2 separate regions of the Arachis hypogaea genome follow, and region 1 is linked to region 2. A link is a contact called in public Hi-C data. All regions are on one chromosome and are shown on one strand. The core of a region is the stretch at or near the end of the contact, and the rest is flanking DNA. Distances in the headings are between cores, read along the strand shown.

Region 1 (3,799 bases), core at 457-2,956, 210 kb before region 2:
AAAGAAGACATTATAAAATTGAGAAATAAATCCAAATCAAAGCTATCCACTAACAACAATTGATAATAACGAACCAAATAACACCAATGAACATGAAAAACCTCAATGCATTAATAGAAATTAATTCTAACAAAATCCAAATTCAAAACTCAAAATAATTAAAGCAACAAGAACTGAAATTAACAAGGATCTAATCCAACGATTCAAGTAAAATTGAACAAGGAACACTAAATTTAGAGAGAAATGAGAGTTTCTCTCTTTAGAATTCAAAAACTATGTAAAAACTAAACTAATGGCATGTATGTCCCATCCTTCTTCACTCCTAACCTTTAATCTTCAGAATGGGCTTGAAACTGGGCAAAAAGGAGCTTAGAAATCGCCCCCAGTGTGTTCCCTTTAGTGAGGCACGTGTTGGTGCCGCTTGTCACGCGTACGCGTCAGCCGACTCCTGCACTTGGTCACGCGTATGTGTCAGTCACGCGTTCGCGTCGATACCAGCTTCTCAATTCTTCTATTTATTGTGTTTCTTCCAATTTTGCATGCTTCCTTTCCATCCTCTAAGTCATTCCTGCCCTATAAATCCTGAAATCACTTAACAAACGCATTACGGCACCGAATGGTAATAAAAGAAGATTAAAAATTAGCATTTTTAAGGCTTAAGAAGCATGTTTTGAATCATAACACATAATAGGAAGAAATCTTAAAAACATGCAATTTATATAAATAAATGTGACAAAAGTTGATAAAATCCACTCAATTTAATCTAAAATAAATCATAAAATTGTAGTTTATCACTTAACTCCTTGGATTTGTTTGTCCCTTGTAGTTCATCCTTTACGGCTTTGTTACAATTGGCTTCTTCGTGGCCGATTACACCACAGTAGTAGCAGAAGTTTGGCATATGCTCATTCCACCCAATGTTTGCACCGCTTAGAAGAGGTTTGTTGATGTTTATAGTTACTTTGGCTTTCAGGAATCTCATTAGATCTCTAGGATTTTCATACACTTCTTCTAGTGTTTTTGCGATCTTCTTCTCAAGTTGAGCCATCTTGCAATGTTCTTGTAGGCCCCATATTTGCACTTTCTTCTCTCTTCCATCTCTTCACTAGCAGCCATGAGTTTCGGAATAGCCAGGGACTTCCTTTGAGTACTTTTTCCATATCTGACTCCTTATCAAAGAAGAACGGGTATATTTCCTGTTTCAACTCTATCACCCTCAACTTTTTGGGGTTTCTCCAAATGCTCTCCATAACTAACTGGATCCAGGCTGTGTTGATAGGTTTGTCCGTGAGGAATTTCTCCACAAGTTTACTCTTATATCCTTGTATTCCCTCTTCTATATCTTTGTTATTGTATATTATGATGGGTTCATTTTCTTCCTCTCTTTAATCAATGTTTGGGTCTATGTTTGTGTTTGACATATTGGTTTGTTAATGTAACGGTGAAAAGGCAGGACAATGCCAACACTGGGTAGCACAAGGCGATGGTTTCAACGATATTTATGGATAGTGCACTACACTCTTAAGCTCTAGCAAAGAGCATGGAGAGAGAGGATTTTTACATTATTATTATTATTATTATTATTATTATTATTATTATTATTATTATTATTATCTTTTTCTTAGTGATGGTTGCGGTCTCCAGTCTCCAATGGATGACTTAATGTATGGGCTAGAGGCCTAAACAAAAGAACAGTAGACAACTATGGGCCAATGCTACATATTTAATATGAACTAAAATTGGCCCAATATATTCTATGCTAACCACTGTGGTCCCAGCAGTTAGCCCAAAGTTTTCAATAATCTAACAACTCAAATCTTCTTTTTATTTTGACCAAAAAAAAAATCTTCTTTTTATACCACGTCCAAAAACAATCCTCTTTTTGTTGAGCCGAAAAAGATCTTCTTTTGCAGGACCAAGAAAAATAAACGAATCTGTTGCTAGGAAACTTCTTTTAGTCTTCACTAAGAATTTACCTCACGTCCAAAAAAAAAAAAAAGAATTTACCTAAGAGATTTAGACTAAAATATCAAAATAATAAAAATATCTATTAAAGATTTAAAATTTTACAAATGTGGACATTTTTTGTCTCACTGATATTTTGAGATTATTTTTCTCTCTCTAATGAATTTGTATCTCACTAAATCAGCTCAAGAGTATAAGTTGGGAAACCATATTGCTTGATTACTGATAAATTACTTATCAGTTTGAAAATCTGTTAGTAAAAGTAATTTCCAGAATTAATTAAGTGACAAGTTATGATAGAATCAACTCTTTAAAACTAATGAACACCAATATGATCATTTCCTCTAAGCCACTTAAATTTTGCCACATGATGATGAGTATGTATCAAATTTGTTTGTCACAAGATTCTGGAGGAAAAGATTCAGGTTATCTGGCAGCATTATTTGATTATTACATGCATCACTTCTTTTAATTTCTTCTTCTCCTTTCATTAGATGCATTATTGCATGTAGAATTGTGAATTTGATTATGAACCATCATCTTCTTCAGTTCTTCTTCCATAATTAATTTGTAACTTTTTAGTGAAGAAAGAATCGATCACATGCATGATTGATTGATATCATAGTGATGAATAAGTTTTTTTCAGGCTTTTGTGAAAAGGACAACTGAAGTAATATAGCACTTGATCTCACCACCATGAATTTTATGATAATAATCAAAACTTAATTATTAATTATTGAATGGTGGCTTCTTAGTTACAGGTAATAAGATTCATTGCTTGGTACTAGTACTTACTAGAAGTTTTTTGTCTACCATTCAATCATTAATTCTTGTTGACCAAACAATGAAATAAATCATCCATTTTTGAGAGCCTGCGTATATTAGAACAATTTTAATAGAATGTTTTTAGAATATCATTTTTAATATTTTTAGGAAGTAAATTAATTTATAATTAAAATTTATATTAAAATTGATAAATAAAATAAAACAATTCTCACTTTAAAGAGACAGTATTATTTTGATAAAAAAAATAATAAAATTTTGGCATTTATATAATTATTTTGATAAAATAATTAAAAATAAGATAAAATTTTAATTGAATGTTGACTAAACATTAAAGTAATAAATCTCATTTTTAGTTTTAAATTATTATTTATAAATATAGTTTCACAAATTAAAGGAGTAATTAATAATCATATACTCATAAGTCATAACTGTATTATTATAGAAGCCAACTACTATATATACTTTTCCAGATATATATAGCCAAGTTGTAAAACAAATTAAGGTTATTGGCTTAAGGAATTTTTGTTGTTTAATAATAGTAATTAATTGCATACAGAATTTAAGAATTCGGAGTTTCAAATTCATAAAACACGAGAAATTATATACATACATGGGAAGTTCAACACACGTACGTACCCTACCTTAGCAGAAAAGATCTTAATGATGTGAATCCTTGCTAGTATTTTTCTTCAAGGAAGATTTTAAAGCAACATAGATATGAAGTGTCTATCAAGAGGGTCCAATTTGATTATCGAGTAAGGATCTTTTCTTTCTCTGAAAGACAAAATAATCCATCATTCTTTTGTACCTATCACATGATATAAGATCTTGCTGCGTTTCAATTTTAAAACCAAATTGTTGCTAAGTTTTGTATTTGGGGTAAGAAAATGTGTGGGAAACATGGAACTTTATGTAGTCAAATAAGACATCTATTATATTGTCAATGGTCACTCCTATATTTGGAACATTGTAAAAGAAAAAGAAAAAATAAAAGAGTACAGTGGTATCTCAAAATAAGCCTTTAATAATTTCTTGTATTGGATAATTT
Region 2 (3,425 bases), core at 526-3,025:
GATTGCAATAAAAAAGGAAACAATAGAGCTCAAACCTTTGGAGAACACAAATAAATTAAAGAAAACCTTTATTAGCTTTGATTTATTGGCGAATGCATAAACCTATAAATGTATTGAAATTAAACTATTAAAGTGAAAGTGGAATGACGATTGTTCTGGACTATAATTGGACCCATCACCAATATGAAAAGCAATTTTCAAAGTCGTTTTTTTTATGAAACGAAAGTCTCCTTTTTTTTTTCATGTTAAACAAAACACTCATTTATTTTGCCCTTTTTTTCATTTTTCCAAATTAAACCTCTATTTAATTGATGGACACCTAACACCTAAGTGTGGCTTACTAAGATCCCACTACAATCATGCTTTTGGAAATTAAGGTTCAAAATGGCCAAATCAAGAGTATATATGTATGTTACGTTATGTCAATTGATAACTCTATGCATGTGTATATATATATATATATATATATATATATATATATATATATATATATATATATATATATAGAGTAGTGATAGGGAGCCAATGACCTAAGTGTACAATATCTATAATGGGCTAAATCTTTTATCCATGAATAGAATGAACATCATCCATACTATCCAGAATAACCATCCGATACAAGGATAAATAAACATCTCATGTCATAAAACCACTCATCCCAAAAATTTAAGCTGATTTTGGAGTTTACCAAGGATCGAACCCCTAACTTTTTGGATCTAGAACTCTAATATCATATCATGAAACCACCTATCCCAAAAGCGTAACCTGATAGAATAATGTAACACTAATGATTATATCTCTAATACTTTTTAAACCTCCATTGTACGGATTGTGCGCTTAAGCCATTGGCTCCCTATACTTTTCCATATATTAATTAAACAAAAGAAAAAATTGACTTTACTTTTGCTAATTTAATTATTATGGTTTATATATATTGGGGTACTAATGGTGATGGAGTATGCATTGGCCATGTTGAGAAATCATGGTTGTGAATGAATTAATGAAAGCCTCACATTCATCAGAATTCAAGGAGTTGTGTTCCACTTTGAGTAGACATTTCTTTAAGAAAATGGTCCCCAAAATGGAAAAGAAGAACAAAGAAACATGGCAAATGAGATAGATGATTATCCATCTATCTATTTATCTATGTATCTACCCATTTTCTTTGTGTTTCTTGCTTTTGTATGTTTTTCCTCTTTTGCCCCCCATTCATGAACCAATATATGCACGTGTATCATCATCATTTTACCTAGGTGGTAGACCAAATTATTCAATCTCACATCCACGTGCATGAATCGCAGCACACGCGGTATAAAATTACCAAATTGGGCTTTGCTAACTCTATATACACTTCTTGTCCTTGACCCGGTTTGTTTTGCTTTATCTAGGGTTTTTCAAACTCTGGTCATTTAACTTATTTGATTTGGAAAATTGGGATTATTTTTTCTTTCTAATTATAAATTTAAATTCAAAATGTTTAAAAGATAATAAATGTAGCTAACAAGTATATCAAATGATTTTAGATTGACATAAAATTTTATAGATATGATCTAAAAATATGTGTTTTAAAATTTTATATCATCATCAAATTTAATCTATAAAAAAATATATCAAACGATTTTGAATTGATATACAATTTATATAAATTTTAATCCAACGGTAGATTTTATAGACAACTATTTTGATAAAAACAAATATTCATCAATAGTGTAGTATTAAGTTACCTAACATCTATGTCTTAATTATGTATTTGTGTGTGTTTGTGGTGAGTATGTAAAATGCGGTTTTCTAAAACGATGGAAGAAAGAAAAAGCCCATGGTCAATGCCTAACTAGTAGTGAGTAACTAGTTTGGCAAACTTAGTTTACCCTTTTGATCTTTTTCCTATACTGGTTTGCGCCAAATCATTTTCTTTTTGGTCTGAAGTTTCTTCCTCAAGTTCACGCCAAAGCAAACGGTTAAAGGCATTATTGGTCTTGGCAAAGTTTCATTGGGCCACAGGTACGTTAGTTGTCACCAAGAAATTTCACACCCATTGACTAAAAAACGCAGGCCCAACCAAATTACCCCTCATATCCGTGTTAAGCTAGATCCACTTTTTCTTTTCCCTTCAAATCACAGATATTTAATTTATAATAATAATAATAATAATAATAATAATAATAATAATAAAACCTAATTAATTTTTATATAGGATAAACTATCAAAGCTGTTTCTGATTTTTTGAAAATACTGACAAAAATACCTTCTATTTTTATAAAGATAAAAATATTCTCAAAATATTATAAAACTTATTAAAAATATTCAAAATGAATATTATGTTTTTTAAGTAGTAAATGACTTTATATTTGACAATTATTTATGAATTTGATTTAAAATTCTTTAGAAATATTTAGGTAATTATTTAGAGAGTACATAAAAAAATCAGATAAAAATTTTATCTTTATAATTTTTTTCATTTTGTTTTGGCCATTAATAAAAATAAATCGCAAAAAAACTACTTAACATAAAATTACCAAATTTTAAAGATAAAAATATTTTATTTTTCTAATCAAGTTTGCGAAAAACTGTATCAAAATTCATTCTCTAATTTTTTTTCGAGAATGTATATTTAACGTTGGATATTTTTATTGAGAGATATTTTTGTTAGTTTATTAAAAAATTAGAAAATTTTGATAGTTTACTCTTGTATATATATTACACAGAATTATCATACATAATAATAGTATAATTTGGCATTTTACGAAGATTATGTGGTAGGGATTATAATTAGCCAAGGACGAACTGTTAGAGGACTAAATTCCTAAAATGGTCTCTCAGATTGGCCCCTGCACTAATTTCACTCCTGAGTTTTCAATTGCACCATTTTGGTCCTCGAGATTGAACTCCAGACTCCATAAAAGTCCTTAAGCCTATTTCTAGACTGAGTCAGCAAATCGGAGTGCTGATCTGGCAAGTGGCTGCCACGGTGGATGTTCCATACAGTGTCGTTTAGAGTTTTGGCGCCTAAGGAGAGTAAACCATCACTGTTTTACATGAATGAAAAAATAAAACGTTAGAGCCCTATGGATTTTGATCACTCACAGTCTTTTCCTTCCTTTCTCCAACACCAAAACACTTAGACTCCCTCTTCCTCTGATAATGGTGAAGGCTTAGTACGGTGGTTTAAGGTTTGAGAGTTCGACAGTTTTGCGAGACTGCTAGTGTCGTCGTGGAGTTCACAGTGCTGTTATTGAGGAAGCACTATTGTTGTTGTTATTGAGGTGAGTATACAGTGCCCTTATTTTTTTTTCGACAATCATAACTTGGTTTTCAAGGGTTTAGTCGGATTTCTGTTTGTTTGTGGTGGGGTGTTTTCATCGTTGATAAAGGCTTAGGGTTTCATATATTGTTATGTTAGGATATGGGTTTTAAATATGCTCTAT

The links. A called contact is a pair of places that touch in the nucleus more often than the background predicts.
Region 1: a contact with region 2 is called in a Hi-C map of an unstated tissue, with 8 times the contacts expected there. The contact joins two enhancer-like sites. A contact is called at or near these places in 2 of 8 Hi-C or Micro-C datasets (leaf and an unstated tissue).

Annotation. Positions count from the first base shown.
Region 1 is chr9:85,661,513-85,665,311 of arahy.Tifrunner.gnm2.J5K5, reverse strand. No RefSeq gene overlaps it. Among protein-coding and RNA genes, the nearest start is that of LOC112711149, 8.6 kb to the right of the region's middle. Within about 2 kb of position 1,706, at least 3 of the 3 cell types and tissues checked have open chromatin away from gene starts, as enhancers often do.
Region 2 is chr9:85,447,216-85,450,640 of arahy.Tifrunner.gnm2.J5K5, reverse strand. No RefSeq gene overlaps it. Among protein-coding and RNA genes, the nearest start is that of LOC112713857, 37 kb to the left of the region's middle. Within about 2 kb of position 1,775, at least 3 of the 3 cell types and tissues checked have open chromatin away from gene starts, as enhancers often do.